Regions from separate parts of the Mus musculus genome. Here regions 2 and 3 are each linked to region 1. The links are chromatin contacts, called in public Hi-C maps. All regions are on one chromosome and are shown on one strand. The core of a region is the stretch at or near the end of the contact, and the rest is flanking DNA. Distances in the headings are between cores, read along the strand shown. Region 1 overlaps Nbea (neurobeachin). Region 2 overlaps Dclk1 (doublecortin-like kinase 1). Region 3 overlaps Dclk1 (doublecortin-like kinase 1).

Evidence for each region. Hi-C and Micro-C count contacts between places; a contact is called where the count stands out from the background.
Region 2: a Hi-C map of cerebellum shows a contact between it and region 1, with 2.2 times the contacts expected there. The contact joins two enhancer-like sites. A contact is called at or near these places in 1 of 39 promoter capture datasets (second pharyngeal arch cranial neural crest), 1 of 15 datasets of contacts at CTCF or cohesin (the NIH/3T3 cell line) and 13 of 484 Hi-C or Micro-C datasets (the G1E-ER4 cell line, brain, cerebellar granule neurons and 8 more).
Region 3: a Hi-C map of cerebellum shows a contact between it and region 1, with 2.3 times the contacts expected there. The contact joins two enhancer-like sites. A contact is called at or near these places in 1 of 15 datasets of contacts at CTCF or cohesin (the NIH/3T3 cell line), 18 of 484 Hi-C or Micro-C datasets (the G1E-ER4 cell line, LSK cells, the Patski cell line and 12 more), 2 of 115 datasets of contacts at active chromatin or transcription factors (both in bone marrow-derived macrophages) and 2 of 9 other capture datasets (adipose tissue and embryonic stem cells).

What each region holds. Positions count from the first base shown.
Region 1 is chr3:55,642,781-55,646,377 of GRCm38.p6, reverse strand. Nbea (neurobeachin) reads left to right here. Exons shown (of 58, transcript NM_030595.1): 52 at 369-440; 53 at 2,579-2,734; 54 at 3,471-3,597. Among named protein-coding and RNA genes, the nearest start is that of Gm46804, 63 kb to the left of the region's middle. Within about 2 kb of position 2,192, at least 13 of the 459 cell types and tissues checked have an H3K27ac peak or open chromatin away from gene starts, as enhancers often do. A contact at or near this core is called in cerebellar granule neurons and cerebellum, where this site is marked.
Region 2 is chr3:55,537,863-55,541,607 of GRCm38.p6, reverse strand. It overlaps Dclk1 (doublecortin-like kinase 1), which reads right to left. Exons shown (of 17, transcript NM_001195538.2): 17 at 2,540-3,745. It overlaps Gm31796 (a long non-coding RNA gene), which reads left to right. Exons shown (of 2, transcript XR_375678.4): 2 at 1-1,158. Among named protein-coding and RNA genes, the nearest start is that of Gm31796, 3.6 kb to the left of the region's middle. Within about 2 kb of position 1,652, at least 5 of the 459 cell types and tissues checked have an H3K27ac peak or open chromatin away from gene starts, as enhancers often do. A contact at or near this core is called in cerebellum, where this site is marked.
Region 3 is chr3:55,522,644-55,526,355 of GRCm38.p6, reverse strand. All of the region lies in intron 16 of Dclk1 (doublecortin-like kinase 1), which reads right to left. Among named protein-coding and RNA genes, the nearest start is that of Gm31796, 19 kb to the left of the region's middle. Within about 2 kb of position 2,420, at least 30 of the 459 cell types and tissues checked have an H3K27ac peak or open chromatin away from gene starts, as enhancers often do. A contact at or near this core is called in cerebellar granule neurons and cerebellum, where this site is marked.

The DNA of each region.
Region 1 (3,597 bases), core at 943-3,442:
TGAGTTGACTAGCCATTGGGAAAGGCCTCATGTAGGCGAGTCCAGCTCTTGCCTGGCCCCTGCCATAGAAGGCCAGCCCTGTCCTGCACTGCAGGCCCACTGGTTGCTTTGTAAGAAACGCTGTGAGGCTCTGCTCATTCAGCTCTCAGCACTCTGCTTGGCTTGTTACGACTCAAGGAAAAGCCTCAAGTCCCCGCTATTGTGACTCTTTAGGACTCTATTAAAACTTCATTCCAAGTCACATGATGGAATTACGGCAGCCTGGATTTTAAACAAATGCACATTATTTGTAAGCATCATAAAACACCCCTTGTTAGGAAATGCTTCTCAGGGAATCTCATAGCAGTATTCTATGCTTACTTCTTCAGGCCTCAGAGGAGCCCCCGGATACTCCTTGGATCAAGCACACCATCTTCCCATTGAGATGGACCCATTAATCGGTATGTGAATATATCCACTCTTTTCTATGATAAAACACCAAGAACAAGGGAAGAAAGAGCTTGTTTTGGCCTCTGCTTCTAGAGGGAGAGCCCCTCATGACTCGGAAGCATAGCAGCAGCCAGACAAGCCGAGCAGTCGCGCCTTCAGTCAGACGCAAAGCAGACAGGGCAGACAGGAAATGAAGAAAGGCTATTCATCTTCCAAGCCAGTGTCCACTAATGTGCTTCCTCCACCAAGGTTCCTAGAGGTCCCCTAACCTTCACAAACAGTGCCACCAATTGGGGACCAGGTATTCAAATGCCTGAGCCTATGGCAGTCATTGCTCATCGAAACCATCGCAGTTAACAAAGATGCATTTTAAAACCTCAGCTGTCTCTGAGTTCTCACCTCGTCATTTGTCTCAGAGTACAGTGGAGTGATACATTACAACAGCAACATAAAAATGACATCAAATTGCCACAAAGGGCTTTGCCAACTTCCACATGCATCCAGGAATGCTTTGCTATCAAACGGCATTTTCTGGATGTTTTAAGGGGGTCCTGTAAGTTGAAAATTAAACAAATATCTACAGTGTCCTTTGGGCCTAAAATATTCTTAACAATTTCATATTATTTAAGGTAAAAGAGATTCATAGAAACCGTTGATGGAAATTAATACTGAAAAGCACCTTCTATAAAATGGGCTGAGCTTGTTTTTTTTTTTTTTTTTAAGTAAAGACACCTGAATTGCTAACTTCTAAGCTACAACCACTTAGGTTCATGTGGTCCATGGCATTCTTTGCCCCTTGTTTTAGTATTTGTGAGGTGGTCTTTGATGATGCTTATTCTCCTAGCTTGTGGAATCACTTAGAAAATTAAACTAAAAGAAACTTTGAAACTCTATAAAAAGTGGTTCAGTTATGGGTAAGCGGTGATAATTCTGTTCTTCACTTGATCCAGGTTTTATTTTGATCTAACGGACTGGTATTGACTTTTTCTCACCCCCAACAAGATAGCATTTACGTACCTTGCAAGGATACAAGGTTTGGGATTAAGACTATTTCTGAGCCTATGCTTGTTGTTCCTCTGTCCACCAGACTCTGACAATGAAATAGTAGCTAGTGTGTGACTGGGGGACAGTCGGCTCTGCTCTTGGTGTCCAGACACCAGGCTGGCTGTGTTCTGAGTGACCAGGCACAGGTCGGCTGTGTTCTCTGTGACCAGGCACAGGTCGGCGGGTTTTCAACAGCTTTCCAGCAGTCCAGCACCTTTGGTTTGCTCTCCCCTTAACAATGTTTCTAAATATCAGTTCCCTCTTACTGCTTACCTTAACTAGGTAATTATTTCCTAGCTTCAGTAGATACCTACACATAGCACTGCTGTGATTTAGTTAGCTTCAGGGCCTGGTGGCAGCGACCTTCCACATCTGCACTTCCTGTTTAAGAATTCAGGAAGGGATTTTGCCTGAAAGGATGGTGCAGAGTAAGGGACAGGCTGGCATCCAGACAGGCACTGGGGAAATCATCGATGTCTCTGAGTTCTTGGCTATATTCAGATGTGCTCCCAGGGCTGCACACTGATCCTTTGCCTGTCTCTCTCCCCCAATCGCTTTCCCATCTCTTTTATTGGTCTCCTCCCCTGCCAGCCGTGCTGCAAAGGCCTTGTGTTTGTTGACAACCCAGGTCTTTAAAGCTACTGACCTGAAGCTCCCTGTGGGCTTCCCACGTCACGCAGCAGCTCTCTGCCACCGTTCCACATGGATTGAAATGTGTGCGGGAAGTGACAGATGGAGCAGGCGCTGAGACAGTGTTGCATTGTGTGTAAGGCTCACCTCCGCCTGGTTCTTCGTGGACACTAATGAACTGCACCATACACACATGAATAGAACCAAAGACTTTTGATGCTTTAAATTCATTATCTTGGATTCCCTATCTGTTCCTATTGAGGATGGAAGAACTGAAGTTTCTGGCATAGTTTTTAAGTATATGATATAGCCTGTGAATAATCATCGCTACTAAGGAAATGTGTGTAATCCTTGAGGGGAAAAGATGTCTAAATCTTAACTTTTGTGCATCAGCAGAAGCCCATTGCTACATCAGTGAAATACAGTCTATTTTCCTTCCACTAGGGCATAACGAAACTCTTCTGTTTGTTTTTAGCAAATAACTCTGGTGTGAACAAGCGGCAGATCACAGACCTTGTAGACCAGAGCATCCAGATCAATGCCCACTGCTTCGTGGTCACAGCTGATAATCGCTACATCCTCATCTGTGGGTTTTGGGATAAAAGTTTCAGAGTTTACTCGACAGAAACAGGTAATCTTCACAACGAGGGTTTATTTTCAGTGTTCAAGAGAACCCGAACTGCAACCCAGCAACCACGTAAAAGCCTATACACACCTATGATCCTACCACTGATGGGTCAGACGCAGGAAGATCCCTGAGGCTCCCTAACCATCTAGTCTAGTTGAAGTGGCAAGCTCTAGATTCTGCGAAAGGCCTTTCTCAAAAACAAGATGGATAATATCTAAGGAAACAGCTGATACCAGCCTCTGGCCTCCCCTCATATGTGCACACACATGTCCACACAAACACATATATGTACCACACAAGCACTCACAGAGAGTGCATCCTCTCCGATGTGAAGCCATGATAGTATAGAGATTCCATGGTGTGCCAGCTCCACGTGGTCAAGACTTGGTGACCACATTGTAAGATAACCAGCTAGTTCTGCTGCAGAAATGAACTACTGCTTTCACTTAGTACTGATCTGAGTTTATACCTCAGTGAATCTGTCAGCCTTTATTTCCACATTCACATTCACATTCATTTCCAGAATAAAAAGTAAAACTCTCCACTGTCAGGCCCAAATTCTGAAGAGAAAAATCATGGCCATCTCGTAAGATGACCTAAAAAATCACCTGAGTGGATTTGAATTATCTCCAAAACCGTAAGGGTGTGTGAATTCTTTTCACAAATTAATAAAATAAAATTAATTCTATTTCTGTAAAGATAATGAGTCTAAGTGATATGATTGTCATCCGTGCTGCAGGGAAACTGACACAGATTGTATTTGGCCACTGGGATGTTGTCACATGCCTGGCCAGGTCGGAGTCCTACATTGGTGGAGACTGCTACATAGTGTCTGGATCTCGGGACGCCACCTTGCTTCTCTGGTA
Region 2 (3,745 bases), core at 403-2,902, 100 kb after region 1:
AATAAATTCATGAGGTTTAATATGTTTAATGACAGCAGTCTGTCATAAAACCCATCTGACTAGGCAGCCTAGCCAAGGAAAATATGGGTTCTTTTATTCCCATATCAAATACTAATATTAACTTCTCCACACACCCCCCAACATACACACAAGACAGAGAAAAGGTAAAAATATATAACTCACACTGGGTGTGAATGTGGGGTCCCAGGCTGAACTTCTGCTGTGGGTGTTTGATAAAAAGTCCTTCAAGGGGATCTGGAAAGTCCAAGAAGAACGGACAAAGACGTGTAGCTTGAGAGGGGGTGTGCTGATAGAGCTATTTATGGTGTCTTACTTGTGTTCACTCTGTCAGAAGGGCACAGTAGTCTTGAGTGAAGAATGTGTATGGGGCTAAGAACTTTGCTAAGTCCACACACTCACCCAGAGCATCCCTTTGGAATTGCTTTTAAAGAGTGCAACAATCGATCAATACTTCCTTTCCTTTTCAACGATCCATAAGACACCTCACAGAAGATAAGGCTGTGTCTCCTCTGCCTTTAGTTTCACCAGCTCTCTCTTCCCTCACCATCTCCCTTTCTTTTCTTCTTTCTAATGGAGTGGGTGGACCACAGGTCTAGTTACAAGTGACTGATGTCTAGACTGCAGGCAGCCAACGCTGTCTACACATGCTGGGAGCTAGTCACAAGCTGGTAAGGATGTGCCCCTGACAGACTGGTGTTTGGCCATCTGTGAACGATAAATCAGTAGCTCCATACAATGACCAAAGAGTAGAAGATTATTTCTTGCTAGAATGAGGGTCTTTTGTACAGAAATAATATGGTTTCCTTTAGCCTAAACTATGCATCTCTTGCTCATAGTGGGTCTTGGTTAAGCTTGTTGAACGGATGGACATATCCCAGTATTAATGTAGGATAAAAAGTTTAAAACATTATGCTAATTCCAGATGGCAGAGAGAACTCTGGGATGCCTTCTACCTCAGAGCCCAGGAGCTAAGCCAAAATCACCATGGGGTATGTGTGCCATCATAAGAGCAGATGGCAGACACACCTTTTCAAGAATCAAAGTTGCTATGAACATATGAGGCTAGGCTAGGTGTAGACACGAGTCACCTGAATGTCGAACCAAGAATCCCAATAAATGGCATCTTTGTCAGCTCAAGTATAGTTTCTTGTTTTGTGAGTCTTTTGGACCAGAGCAATAAAAATAAAAATAAAATAAAATAAAATAAAATAAATAAAATAAAATAAAATAAAATAAAATAAAATAGGCAATATTTTTCCTAAGCCCAAATGAAGTGCCATCCATGCTTCTGGCTCTCACTCAAAAAACACTTGAATGAATGATCTGAAGTGCAGGCAAGCTGGCTTGGACATCTGTCGCAGTGCTGATGGCCAGCGTGGATCTGGCTGTTCCAGCTGGCTGGGTGTGTCTTGTCTTAGTGCCCGTCTTTGGGGAGACCGGACCTGGCTACCACTTAAGACTTACGAGGAAAGGCTTTCTTAGTTGGTTCAGGAGATGTGTTCTGAAAAATCCCCACGATGCTTCTGTACCTGTTTCTCACAGCCCATTGACCTCTGCCTTCCTAACTGCTCGCTTTGTGTACATCACACAGCACCTATCCAGCTCCCTAGCCTAAGTGGCCTGCGGTCGGGTCAGGGAAGGCTGCTCCTTCCCAGCCCCCATGTGTGGCAGCTCTATCATCTCCAGCACCAGAGTTGTAACCGAGACTCCCCCCACCGGAAGTTTTGAATGGCAGATTTTTGGCAAGCCCATCAGTTTCATAAAACAAGATAACGGTCCTTAGGCAGCAATTGCCGTGACCATTGTATCAAGGAAATTGCCAGAAGAATCTAGAAGATTCTTCTCTATGGAGAGCAAAGGGGGAAACAGGGGCTTCAACAGCCCATGGGTGGCTGGGAAGGTGACAGTTAATTTTACACGAGCTTGGGAGATATTCTGGCACCTTCATAAAGGTGACACCAGGGAGCCTATGATCACTCTTGCTGGCTGACTTTTCAATCTCCTGGCACTGAAACCCCAACAGGAAAGAACTTTCTTCCATCATACGGTGCTGCAATTTTCTCTAAGGTCAAAACTGAGCTTGGAATGCCTAATGGGGAAGGTCAACAAAATGGCAGCTAATTACAGGTTAGCATCTAAAATAGCAGTCTCCTCTGGAGAGCTTGTGCGTGTAGGTGGATGGATAAAATAAGGCTGAACAGCATTGGATTTCTCTGTGTTTGTCCAAGTCACTGGCCAGGCCAGGGAGGTAATATATGAAAAGGGACATTTTTGGAATAGTTGATTTTGAATTATGTTCATGAAATATATACTGTGCTGTGGAGGACATGTGGGAAAGCTACATTTTGACCGCATGACTAATTTTTAAAGCCTCGTATACAGAGTACCCCACCCCCAACCTGGAACACAGCTGGGTTATTCCTCTCTGGACTGAATGTGGCAATTCCAAGTGAACCGATATGAGATTTTTACCATCATGGCAATGTAAACCAAGGAGCTGGCCCAGCAACGAAGGGCATTGTGAATAATTTGTACACCAAGAGATATGACTTTATTAGTTTAAGAACATGTTTTACATAAAAACAGGCAACATCAAAAGAGCTCGTTTGGTAAATGAACATAATATATCACAGATGATTTCATTCCACATTCACCTACAATTTATGAGCTTAAACTGAAGGATTAGGGGGGAAATTGGATACCATTCCACCTTTAATCATGGGGACAAATTGTTTGAAAGTTATTTCATTGGGATTCCAAAATCAGACACTAACCTACGTCATCCGATCCATGCAGCAAGTGACAAGGGCAGACTCTCCAAAGGAAATGTTGAATTTGTTTTCTCCAAATCGAAACCTTGAGGGAAACTTGTTAAATGTGTCAAGTCCCCAGCCCACCTCTTTAGTATGCAGGGGCAAAGTACTATTCAATTTCACACTCAAGTAATCCTCTAATAATTTTCTTTCAGCCAGAATGAAAAAGGCTAATATTAATTTCCTAATAAAAAAATTTTTAAAAAGTTGTCAAGGATATGACTCTAACCTTGAACCAGCTTCAATTTCTCTTTATTTATTCTTTGAACACACCAAGGATTTAATGTCAGGGGCATGTAAGAGAGCTATTCTGCTCTGTCCCTGACTACAGCTGAGTGAGTTGGAATGAATGAGCATTGTTAAGTTAACACCACTTTAAAGTCCTACTCTTGATACCAACAGTTCTGAAGGCTTAAGCACTAATTACTTAAAATTAATAAAGTATGTCACAGTCAAAACTATACAATTTTACATTAAAGTAACATTAAGGGTCTCAGTTTAATTGACCAAAAAAAAAAATGTTGAGGAAATTTACAGGTATGAGATTGCCTTTTCTTGACAGAAAGCAATAAATCCACACCCCTTGTCTCTTTGGGCAAACTGCATGATCACAACACCTGCCAGTTAGATGCTCACTTACCGGAAAACTGACCACAGAGGCCCCCATGTTAGAGCCAGCAACAGAAACAAACAAACAAAAATGCCTGAGCCCAGGCACTCAAAAACCTCTACCTTAGATTTCCTGTTTCCCATCAGGTTATGACCCTTAGTGCTACTGGCTGGCTGGCTGGCTGCATATTTGAGATGATTAAAAAACAAAAGAGCCACTTAAAGCACCTCCCCCATCTGTATGTAATTACATACAAACTAAAGATTCCATCTGACGTCCCAGGGTTCCAGTTCTTAGTTGC
Region 3 (3,712 bases), core at 1,171-3,670, 120 kb after region 1:
TTCACTTTTACTTTGGCAAAAATACCACTTTAAATAAGTCCCATCCTTATTCTCATGAAATTTGCATTTTTAATAGATGGTGCTCTTAATTTAGAACTAGCCTTCACCCTTAAACACAGGGGTGAGGAAACTTTGCAACAGGCCAAATAGGCAAGTTTTGGGTTTCAGGCTATGGTTCTCTGATACAGCTTATCACAATAGGGCGTAAGGAGCCACAGACAACATGACAATGAGTGGATGTAGCTGTATTCTAATAAAACTTTAAAATTAAAACAGGAAGAAGGCTAGGCTCCACTCATGTGTTGCAGCATGCAAATCCTCTTCTCAAGGACAACATTTTAAACATCACTGAGGCTTTTTAAAAAAAAGTTTAAAAGAAGGACAGTGAAGTACAAATAGCTACCAAAGAGTATTTAGCAGATACTGAATTGTCCAGAACCCCAGAGAAAGGAATAGACTCTCTTTTCAATTCATACCACTTGGGAGAGGACTTAGGCTTCGTGGTTTTCTCTTATTTCTAGATACATGTTGAAGTTACAGAAAGGCATATATATGATGTTGAAATTCTCTCACAAGAGGCTTCTGAAAACCAAATGAAACAAAATCAAAAGGAAACAGCCAGCGGTGTGGCTGGGTGAAATATGCCCAGGTGGTTCTCCTGTGCTTCATTTATATATTTTTAACTTATTATTATTTTTTTTCTTGAGGCAAGGTTTACTGTAGAGTCCTGGCTGGTCTGGATTTTGCTACATAGACCAAACTGGACCCAAACTCATAGCGATCCACCTGCCTCTGCCTCTCACGTGCTGGGATCAAAGGCATGTACTACCACTCTCAGCTATTCCTGACTTTTTTTGCCACAGCAATAGCTATCAAGTGCTCTGGGGTTTCTGAACCTGGCCTGAGCCATCACTCAGGGGACATTAAGGGACAACTGCTGGACCCAATGCTCACTGTCCTCTGGAAGCCAAAAGTGTCACCAAAGTTTGACTGGTTTTGAAATTTGTCTGTGACTTGCTGGATGCTCTAAACTCACCCCCCCCACCCCACCCCCACCCCCCTTGTTACAGAAGAAGCCAGGGGTTGCGATGGGAGCTAGAAGGAGCGGTCAATCCCATGCTATCTGCTTGCCTCTGGCAGCCTCTGGCACTCAGCACAAGGTCAAAGCAACTGGCCACAAAGCAGGCCTCCTTGGGCAGAGATCTCAGTGTGCTGAGGGCACTATCTGGCTTCAATAGGGACACCTCTTTCAAACTGCACCCAGCAAGATACACTTAATAGACTCCGTTCCTTTTAACAGCCAAGCATGACGGCATTTAATAGCCTCCCAAAGCCAGCGCCTGGCTGCCAGGGTTTGCCTCATTACTCACTGTTTCAGGAGGGGCTTGAAACCAGTATGCACATTTTAGTCATGTCATGCCTGGGAACCCAACCAGTTTTGTCCTGTTTCACCTCCATGCTTCATCCTATTTAGCATTTTCAAAGGACTGGCCTCCTGTGTTTGTTTGTTTGTTTGGCTGGTTCTGTTTTTATTAACCAAGTTAGTTCATTTTGGTCACGGTCCTGATGGTCTGCATATACTTCAGATGCAGAAGTCTCTTCTGCGTGTTCTCGGCCATGATATGGGCCACGGGGGACATCTGCACTTGAGAGAGGTAGAAATGATGCAACTAGACCCACTTTGGCAGCGGGGAGGGAGGTTTAGAGCAGGGTGTGTTTTCTTGTGACTTGCAGCAGGGAGAAGCAATGTTTCAGGCCTCAGGGGGCATGGAATAGCCCAGCGAGCTTGTGGGCTTGGGCTTTGGGTGGTAAGGCCTCCTGGATAAATGGGCCAGCCAGAAAATGCAGCCCTGGCTGTAGGTAGAAAGCAGAGTTGCTGAGAAAGAATCAGGGGCATGAAAAAGAGAAAGAAGAAAATGGACACCCCCCCTCCATCCCATCATGTCTCCATGATCGATAAAATGTCTATTAAGAAGTCCTCACTGATTTGGGGCACTGCAAGGAGCCGGTTTTAGCAGCTGACACCCTCATGTGAGATACTTTGTAAGTGCAAGTGGGACCCAGGAGTACTCTGCCCAGAACAGTGTGAACAGCCACAAGCACTTACAAACACAAGCGCTGGGACTGGGGTCCTCTGCCGTCAACGATTGTTTATATTGAGGAGTTGGCCTGCCACTGTGGGTAAATGAATGCTCCCACTTCCGTGGAGATAAAAGGGAAGCATTTGTGATCAGCGAGGAGAGCGTGTTCATTCTGGGGCTAAATGGCATTATAAAACTTCCTAATTAAGCATAGACGGCAATGAGATTTTAGTGTCATGTCTCCAGTTTAGCTTTACATACTGTGTACGCTGTTTAGTGCAGCAGTAACTATAAACATTGTTGTTACTGCCCCCAGCTGGAAAGCAGAGCGGTTTATGTGTGGAAGAAGAAAGAGATAATCTCCCATCTGCTCCCGCCCGTTACTCAGGGATGTGTCATTTTGTCTGCCGATGGGGACTGTCGCTAGGCTTGCAGTTAGTCTTTTTAATACTGGATCACGTGTATTAATTATTGTGTTTACTTGACACTTTGCTTCTACCCTTAATTCTATAAGTTTTGTAATTCCTCAGAATGTTCCTTTTTCTGAGATTAGATGAATTTATGGATGCTTTAAAAAAAAAAAACAAAAAGAATACAAATAAGTCCAGATGTAATTAGACACACTTGAGGCCTGTTTTTCACCATCTATCAATTCTACATGTAGACGTCTGGCTGATCCGCCCCAGGACAGGACACACAGGGTAAGAAAGGCTGCATCCACCACTACGGCTCGATTTGCATAAAGTATGAAAGGGAGCAAGGCTAATCACCACAGGTAGACTTCTGCTTAGCCTTTGCCCCTGGCACAAAGCCACACTCCGGAAAGGCCCTGAAAGGGCACTGGAAAGGGCACTGAGTGTGCACAGCATGGGCGGTCCACTGGGGAGATCAGCATTTGTGAACTGTGTACCCTGCTGCACTCTCTTCAGTGCTGGAAAGTCAAAAGCTGGGTCTGTGTGCAGGCGAATCATAATTAACTCCCCCTCCCCCAGAGCTAATTTGCTTAGGTAAATGAAACACTAGATGTGGGATCCCCTCCCTTGGACCAATCCTGAAGGCACAAAGATCCCTTTCTGGGAAATCCTCTCACCGAGCCAGGGTGTTTTCCTATTATAAGCAGACCTAGAAACGATCATGACTTTGATCATGATTTTGGTTATTTGTCTGAATATTCTGCTTTTCTAAGCCCTTTGTTTTGAGACCCTAATTATAAAAAATAATTAGGAGCAATAATCAAAGGGGAAATGTATATGTATTATAATATATAAAGTATATATGTATCTATATACACATGAACATATATATATATATAATTTTTTTGTGGTAAAACTTGGCAGTCTGATCCATGAAATGGTGTCAGGCAGATACTGTGCTGCGCCAACCAACAGACTCTATTATTTGAAAAACAAATGCCAAAGCTCGGGGTGCTTTTTCCTTGGTGAGTGCTATAACATGGAGCTTTTACCTGGAGATCATTTTGGAGACATTAAGGTGAAGAGAAGTTCCCTAGAACTTCTCAGAGTTCATGTCTCAAACCATCGCAAGCCATCACGCTTGTGGGTAACTCTAGAGAGATACACACACAATGCCCCTGGCAGGAGACGCCAGCGCCATTGACTGGAATCGGAAAC